Linked DNA regions of Mus musculus: region 1 is linked to region 2. Evidence: chromatin contacts called from public Hi-C data. All regions are on one chromosome and are shown on one strand. Each heading gives the region's core, a stretch centred on a gene start, on an enhancer-like site or on the middle of the called end of the contact. The rest is flanking DNA. Distances are from core to core; before and after follow the strand shown.

Region 1 (4,529 bases), core at 706-3,205, 270 kb after region 2:
AGGCAAGCATTAAATCAAATCCACAACATTGTCCTCCAACCCAAGAAAGCAGAAAGGAAATGCCAATGAACGAGTGAGGTGTAGTTTATAGTTTACCTGGAACCCCTCATCATTATTTAAAAGAATAAAACCCTAAATTTTGCATTAAAATTCTAAACTCTAACCATTAGAAATCCTTGGCATATGTTTTGTTTCTTTGTAACACATCTGAAAACAGACAGCAACCTGACCTGTGTGCTCAGGGCATAGTTGAGCCCGTGCTTTGGGGATCATCTTCTTTGATAAATTCTGAGCCTTAGTAAATGTAATACTGACTTTAGAAGCCATTAAAATACTAACCCTAGCTCTCTCTGCTTCTCTAAATTTTCTTACTTGACTGCTGTTAAAGTATGATGTGGTGTGGGCTTAGGCGCCTTCACTGCCAAACACCACCCAAGCAATTGTCTTGTGGGCGTGTCCCAGCTGGAGAAACATACTCGCCTTAGAAAACTCAGCAGCTCACTAGTTTTTGATGAGACTGTGAAAACCATGGCAAATGACTTACTTGAGGTCTATGAGATACGGGGGGGGGGGGGGGGGGGGGGGGGAGGGGGATTTCAGTGTGGACCTCATCACCTGCATGATTGTGTTCTTAGTTTTATTTTATTTTATTTTATTTTATTTTAAGATATTGAGCTAGAACAGCTCAGATGCTCCAAGGGGAACGGGAGACTATGACTCAGGACCATACCTTGCACTCTCCTGCTTGTGGCTCTGGCAACCTGAATGTGCTGCTCTAGATCATAAAAAGCATCTTGTTCAGAGAGCAGAGTGTGGGTGGTGGGTGGCTCACAGCCACTGTGGGAGCCAGCGGGCAAGGATGGATTAGAGACTACTTTGAGATCTCAGGAAATGGAAACCTAAGGACTCAAGAATTGTTTCTTCTTCAACCAGAGCCACACAGTAGTAAGCATTCAAATAGTTTTAAACATATAGGTCACTGACTTAAGAGTTCTGTGGTCATCTGACATCGTGAAACTACTCAGTTGAAATTGTAGTTCACAGAGAGAGGGATCCAAAGGTGAGGAGCGGGGTGGACACTGAGATATCAGGTCAGAGCAGGAGGTGGGATTCAGAACCTGAAGAACCTCAGGTGCTTTCTAAAAGGAGTTTGGACACCATCTTGTCGACAACAGGACACGCTGCAAGATTTCCAACCCAAGTTCATGGAGGACAGAATTGCTTTTTAAAGGATCACTCGGGTTTGCAGCAATGAGAAGTGGGAAGGATATACAGGATCGGAGACCAGTTAGGGATGGTCATGGCTTGAGTGTAATCATAGCTAATAGTTCCATCCTGGCTTGAGGATTGCGGCTTTAAGGAATTGTCTCTGAGCAGGGGCTCGGGAGGCTCAGTAGTCTGCTCTGTTTGCCTGCTGCCTGTCTGCTTACTAGAAAATATGCCTATGATCAGATTTGGGTCTCAAATTTCAGAGAGACAAGTTTGGATGATGGTTATGAACTTTACAAGAAAAAAAAGAGGCAAGAAAGAGGAATAAAGAATAGAGAATATGTTACCTGAAACAGAAGCATCAAGAGATCACTGCACAAGCCTTTCATCCCAGCATCAGGGAGGCAGAAGCAGGGGGATCGCATTGAGTTCAAGGCCAGCGTGGTCTACAAAAGCTCCAGGACAGCCAGGGCTACACAGAGAAACCCTGTCTTGAATCTTCCACCCACCCCTAGAAAGGATCATTTGCAAACTTGTTTTGTAAGAACTGCTGTAAGATTAGTGCCAGAATTTTCAAGCTGTGTAACTTCTTCAGTGATTATATTTATCTTGAAATACATTGTAAAGAGCTTAGATACTAAATAAACAGTCTCCTAGTGATCTCATGCATATGCATCATGCCAAAGGGGTGAAGGGTGATTGAACCTCATGAAGCAAGCCCGTCAGAAATCTTGTTTGACCTTGTGTCTGGAACAGGAGCCAATCCTAACTTTATATCCTAGAGAACTCTAGATTTTCTGTGAAAAATGCTCACTCTATGGGGGTGGTGGAGGAGATCAGGGCTGGAAGCCAGTTTATCCAATCCCTGTCTGGAGCACGTGGGCAGATGTGAAAGTGGGAGCAATATTCATACCACACATTGGTTTCCTTGTGAACATGTTAATGCAAATTTGCAACCATGGCAACAAAACAGCTTTATTAAAACATAAAGTCTCCATGTTATTGCACTTAACACACAAACGTGCGTGCGTGCGCACACACAGACACACACACACACACACACACACACTCATGTCCCCAAACCCAAACTAAGCAAATGCAAACCCTCTGATTTCTTGCTAATAAGTAAAGTTAGCATTTTTTCTTGTTTACCCATTTCATTAGGAATATTTCATTAAAAGATTCCAATTATTCTATAACCCTTTGTAGTTCAAAGGAAATCATTTTAGAGAAGTAATCTGGGTTTGAAGAGGATGACAATCCAAACAAGAAATGAAGAGATGGCTTTAGAGGTTTCTTATTTTGGCACTGAATAAAGTCAGAGAGAATGGGGGCAGAGTGTTAGGACTGCCAGAGGAAAAACAGAGGGGAGAGAAGAAAGAATCCTTGTGAAGATGTCAGGACTCTGTAGCCAGGGCTAGGACTGAGGATCCATGGTGATCACAGAGGGATGAGGGCAGATACTTTTTACCACTTACTTTTATATTTTGTTACTTAATGGATTTTGTTACATTCATTTTGATATTTTTAAAGAAAAATCTATTTAGCTCAATATATTTCCTGAGCTCTTTAAAATTGGTATCTGATATTTCAGTTTACCCAGTTAACCTGCCTTATTAAGGATAGAGATTTACAAAGAAAGAAAAAGATACATAGATTACACTAGAAATTCTGATTACATTTTGAGTTCAGCTTGGGAGGTGAGGAAATGTTCTCTAGGCTTACAGACCCCAGCGGCACCCCTGTAGCCAGGGGCATGTGAAGGGCTGGAAGAGCTGGGGCATTCCTCAGTCTCAGGGGGGCAGAGCACCTTCATGATCTCTTCCTCTGAGGGCTTCGACCAGTTCTTGGGTGTAGATAGTTTGGTTACAGACCTCAGTAAAACTTTCTTACGTTGTCTATGCTTTGGCTTGAGTGAGTATTTGGGATCTGTGGGTTTATAACTTTCATCAAATTAAGAAAATAATCTAAGCTGTCTCTTGAAATATTTCTTTGCTCCCCCTCCCTTGTTTCCCCTCAAGAGTTTTGTTTCTCCGATAACGTGTGTATTGAACCACTTGAAGGTCTTAGGTGCTCTGTCTTTCTGTCTGTCTGTCTGTCTGTCTTTCCCCGCCCCCCAATACTGGTTTCGTTAGAGATCGGTTATATTGCTGTGCTTTCAAGTTCACTAATTCTATTTTATTTATCAATAACCCACTGTTTATCATAAATTTCTGGCACTTAATCAAAGGAAGTTCTAGTTGGGTCACTTTAAATATAGTTCATTAACAAGTTTACAGTTCCTTTCACGGTCTTGAACATTTGGAATATAACAAGAATGACTGTTCTTGTCTACAATTCTAACATCTTTGATAATGTTTTGTTGTTATGTTTTTTTCTACTTCTTTATACTTTCTTGCACGCGCTCGACTGGCCAGGAGGAACGATGCTGCAACAGGATCCTTCCGCACACGTTTATTAGGAGAGCTTGATTGCAGAGGCAAAGAGACCCAAGCCCAGAACTGGTGCTGCTTATATAGGCCTAGGAGAGGCGTTCTCTCTCATCTGATTGGTTAACTTGTCTCTCATCTGATTGGTTAACTTTGGTCAATTCTCAAAACCTCATCTTGGCAAAAGAACCTTTACTGCCTATATATGTGTGGTGGCCAGCAATAGCCAACTGCCACTCTGCAACTGCCACTCTGCAACTGCCACTCTGTAACTGCCACTCTGTAACTGCCACTCTGCAACGGCTCCCCACAATACTTAGTAATCTTGGATTAGATAGCAGTTGGAAAATTTTCCTTGTTGTCCGGTGGTTATTTTCGTATTCTCATAAATATTTTAGTGTTGGTTCTAGTATGCAGAATTCTGGAAACAGTGTGGTGCTTCTAGACTGCATATTAAAGCTTTGTGAGTTAAATTTAGACCAGCATTTACTTTGGGGCTAGTTTTTTCCCCTCACTACAGATTCTGTATTCATCGAGCTATGAGAACAGGAGGTTTTCCATTCTGGCAGATGGGGACGTGAGCCACTTCCCACCCATGTGAGCAAGAAGCATTCCTTCCTCTAACCCTACATTAGCCTCAGGTGGGTGTCCTCCCTCTGAATCCTACTCAGACACTGGCTGGAGATTTAACCAGACTCCTTCATACTTTCAGTTGTCTGTGCAGCTGGGCCCTCTCTAATAGTCTGGCCTGAGAACTCTGTCTTCTTGTCTGATAATTCCTGTTCCATCTCCTCAACTCAAGGAGACCTCCTCTCTGTGTCTTGGAAGAAACATTTCGGACAGAAGGCTGGGACAAATTAAAGAGCTCAAATCACTTGATTCACTCTCATG
Region 2 (4,142 bases), core at 1,323-3,822:
AATACTGGGGAGAACACCAAACTGTGCTCTGGAAGTAACGGCAAATACTTGTGGAAATTTCTCCTCTTCCTTTTCTGCCTCTCTTTCTGCAGTAACTTTTCAGTATCCATTTAGGCTTTAATTTGGAGGAGAGATGCTGTGTTGGCAATAATACTGGATCATGCTGGATCAGGGTTAATATTTCCATTCACTGTTCTTGTCTTTATACTATCTTGTAGAACTCAAATAGTGGGTTTACTAAGGCACCAGGAAGAATATATTCTTTCAAAGCTTTTTATCTTACAGACTTTACAACCTACAGCAGAAGTTGGAAACTGGATATTATTAAAGCCATGGGGAAGCACTGTACATGAGCCCATGATAGGAAAGGCACACAGGCAATGGTGGTTTCTGTGAGCCTGGGAATGAATGAGTGAGGGATGAAATGACCACTCGTTTGAATGGGGCATCCAGAGGAATGGTATAGGATTGCATAGTTAAATGTACAGTGGTGTACTGAGGGCATTGTATGTGTTCCAAAGTCATTCTCAAATATCCTAACGTATGCTTCACCACAGGGGAAATTAAAAACAAAACAAAACAAATATCCCAAATAAACAACAACCAGATTTTTAAAAAAGAAAATACTTTCAGTTGTTGGTGAGAAGTTTTTTCTCATCTAGAAAAGAAGTCTTCTCTCCCTGTGATTTCAAACACCTGCATTCATTTGTTCTGGCTATCTTAATTCTCCAGTTCTCCTGTGTGGAATAAAACAAACAAACAAACAAACAAAAAACAAACAAAAGCAAAACCCCAAACTCAAAACTCCCTTTGTTTGGGTTTTTGGAGTTAATTTAATTTTAACTGAGTCCCCCATTCTTTGGGAGCAGAGATAACCAACTTTGGTCACCATTGGAGTTTTCCTCCCTTTTCCCTTATCTCCCTTGCTAAACAAGCTCACAACCATATACAGCCACTTGCCCTTCCACCATCAGCCCCAGAGGGGTTCCCAGGAAGTACTCACTGCCTGACTCCTCTCAATCTGTGGGTCATGACAGCTTTAAGGAGAGAGGTTCTTTCACAGGGGTTGCCTAAGACTGTCAGAAAACAAGCTATATACATTATAATGCATAACAGTAGCAACATTACAGTTATGAAGTAGCAATGAAAGTAATTTTATGGTTGGAGGTCGCTGTTGTATAAAGGGTGACAGCATTAGAACGTCGATGCTTTTACAGCAGCCTATGGACAGGCATCTCAGTGAGCTAGAATTGCTTAGATGTCTCTGGGGAGGCAGTAGAGAGAAATGGAAGCCACAGAAGGGCAGGGCTCTGCAGTCTCTTAACTTTCTATGGACCCACCTTCCTCCCTGGAAGCAAGCTCAGTTCCCCTTTCCCTCTACCAAGTCCAGCATAGGCTTTTCTGTGGGTTTAGGAGGTTGAAAATACAAACCCAGAAGAGAAGTATCTTGCAGGAAACTTCTGCTTTCTTCCTTGTGACACACTCCCAGAGGCAAAGAAGCACAAAGGGACTTCAGCCTCTGGGTATGGACCCGGAAGAGGAAGGCATAAATACCAACAATCTTCACAACTTAGCTGAGTTAACAGGAAATATGCTTTGCCTGAAGGCTTAAGGGCAAAGAGTTGATCAGCAAATTGCTCAGTATCCACCCTTCCTTACAAAACTCTAAAAAGTTAGCTTTGAGCACCTACAATCTGGGTCAGTTGATAGAGTTAGACATTTTCAATAGTTGCCAGTTGTGGCTCATTTCTATGATATCAACACTGGAAAATCTGAGGCAGGTGGATCGCTGTTAGTTTGAAGCCAGTCTGAGCTATGTAGTGAGGTCCAGGACAGCCTGGGCTACAATGTGAGACTCTATTTCAGAGAAAGAGCGAGAGAGTGAGAGAGAGAGAGAGACAGAGACAGAGAGAGAGAGAGAGACAGAGACAGACAGAGAAAGAGACACACACACAGAGACAGAGATAGAGACAGAGAGAGAAGACAGAGGCAGAGAGAGAGACAGAGAGAGAAGACAGAGACAGAGTGACAGAGACAGACAGAGGGAGACAGAGATAGGCAGACAGAGACACAAAGAAAGACACAGACAGACAGACAGACACACACACACACACAGAGAAGGTGGGGATAAATTCCATTCGTGACTGTTGGTGGAAAAGCTAAACTGTTTATTCCAAAATATGACTCAGCCAAGTTACAACCAGTTTTATTATAAGAAGGATATAAGACAGTTTGTAGTAAATCTACTCACATACATTTGTCTAACTTGCACTTTCTGATTGTCTTTATTCCTAAAATAATTCAGCACGGAGCAAGGGAAAACAGTACCACAAGCTTTACCAGTGCCCATTTACAGCTGTTGCAATAGCCTTTGCTCCGCAACTACTGTTTTCCATTTCCTAGATGCTCGCGTGCCTACAAAGGGAGATGGAGGAGCGTCCATTTTCTCAGGAGACTTTCTCAGTCTCTGCCCCTCTGCTCCAGTTTTGGCTGTGTAGTAGAAGTTGTAATTAGAATAGCATGGAAGCGTAGGACCATATGTATGTGTATGCTGCAAAGCTTCTTGACAGTCGCCGTGACAACTGAGAAGGTGCAGAAGCTCTGCATGCATCTTTAGGCATCTTCATCTGAACAGCCATCACATAGAGTGCGTGCAAAACCTTTTTACTAAGCAAAAGGTTTTCTTTTTTTTTTTTCTTAACAATTTTTGGCACTTTAATGCTTTTTATTTATGTAACAAAATGGTTTTCCTTTAGATATTGTTCCAAGAGACGATGCCCTTTAGCTAAATATCAGTCTGCATTTAAACTATCATGGCTCTTTAGTTAGGTGGCAGTTCCTTAAAGTTATTCTCAAGAAGACAGGTGCATTTGCTGTCAATTATCCATGTCTATCTATAGATCATGGCTCACAGAATCAGGGACACTGGAGCTACACGAAAGGGTGGCTAACTAAAGATTATTACTCTCTGTGTGACGTGAGTAAGTGTGTTTGATTCTTCTCCAAGGCTCCAAGAAACAAGAGAAGGATTTTATCCTCCAGTCTTCTCTAAGCAGCATAGCAACAGAAGACAACTGAAGAACATATTAGTGAGAATTTTTATCACATAGAAATGTGTGTTCCCAGTACCACACAGAACAAAGAGTTATAGATTGTTCCCTCTAAATTTTTGGTTTTGTACAATCTTCTCATTTAAAGCCACATCTATCAGGTACATATTTTCATTCATTCATAAAAACATTTATTGAAGTCTTACCATGCATTGATATACTCAAGGAACATAAGAATAAATTCAGTTAAGGGACGGAACATTGAGTTGTACCCCCAAAGCTGTCATGGGAGTCCAGCTTTTCATCGTAGAGGACTTGGGATCTCAGTGCTTCAGACTCTGTACCTGACAAAAGTCAGGTGCTTTGAAGATGACTTCAGTTAAATCAATGGAAAGCTGTTCATATGGGGCGTCTCCTGAGCATAACAGCCATGCCATCATGGAATAGCCATGAACAGCCTGGGTAGGTGGTGGGTAGAAGGGAGAACAAGGTAGGTAACACGGCTCTGGAATGAGTCTAGAGTTCCTGATACTGTTCTGTTTCCCAAGAGGACAGGAAAAATATGGATTCTAGGTCTGCAGTAACTGGAATGGAAATCTCAAAAAATTCCATTGTTGGCTGCCACTTTCACTCCCTGGCTATCAGAGGGTACTATGTAATCCAATTCTAAACCAAGAAGTATTAAAGAATATCTGTTGAGAGAAAGGACAGGAATTGGGAAATATTCTACTTTTTTTTTAATCAGCAGAGGTAAAGACCTTTTGCCTTCTAGCCTCGATAAATGTATTAATATGTACAATGTGACATTATATGATGTGTTATATATGAGCACTATACAGGCAATGTGGTAAGGATAGTGGAACCAGAGAGGAACAGGCTGGTTCCTTGACATTGCAATAATTGCTCTGGTCCTGAAGGGCCTTTCTCCAGATTTCTTATTGAATGATTAAGATTAACACTTTTATGACTAAACGATCATTGAGGTTTCTGCTCTTTATAGTGAAAGAAAGAAAGGAAGAAAGAAAGAAAGAAAGAAGAAAGAAAGGAGGAAGGAAAGAAGGAAGGAAGGAAGGAAGGAAGGAAGGAAGGAAG

The links. A called contact is a pair of places that touch in the nucleus more often than the background predicts.
Region 1: a contact with region 2 is called in a Hi-C map of cortical neurons, with 2.5 times the contacts expected there. The contact joins two enhancer-like sites. A contact is called at or near these places in 19 of 484 Hi-C or Micro-C datasets (the C10 cell line, CD4 T cells, bone marrow-derived dendritic cells and 11 more) and 7 of 115 datasets of contacts at active chromatin or transcription factors (differentiating embryonic stem cells, embryonic basal ganglia, embryonic stem cells and 3 more).

The regions. Positions count from the first base shown.
Region 1 is chr1:60,845,081-60,849,609 of GRCm38.p6, forward strand. No RefSeq gene overlaps it. Among named protein-coding and RNA genes, the nearest start is that of Gm38137, 16 kb to the right of the region's middle. Within about 2 kb of position 1,956, at least 24 of the 459 cell types and tissues checked have an H3K27ac peak or open chromatin away from gene starts, as enhancers often do. A contact at or near this core is called in cortical neurons, where this site is marked.
Region 2 is chr1:60,578,624-60,582,765 of GRCm38.p6, forward strand. No RefSeq gene overlaps it. Among named protein-coding and RNA genes, the nearest start is that of Raph1, 14 kb to the left of the region's middle. Within about 2 kb of position 2,573, at least 50 of the 459 cell types and tissues checked have an H3K27ac peak or open chromatin away from gene starts, as enhancers often do. A contact at or near this core is called in cortical neurons, where this site is marked.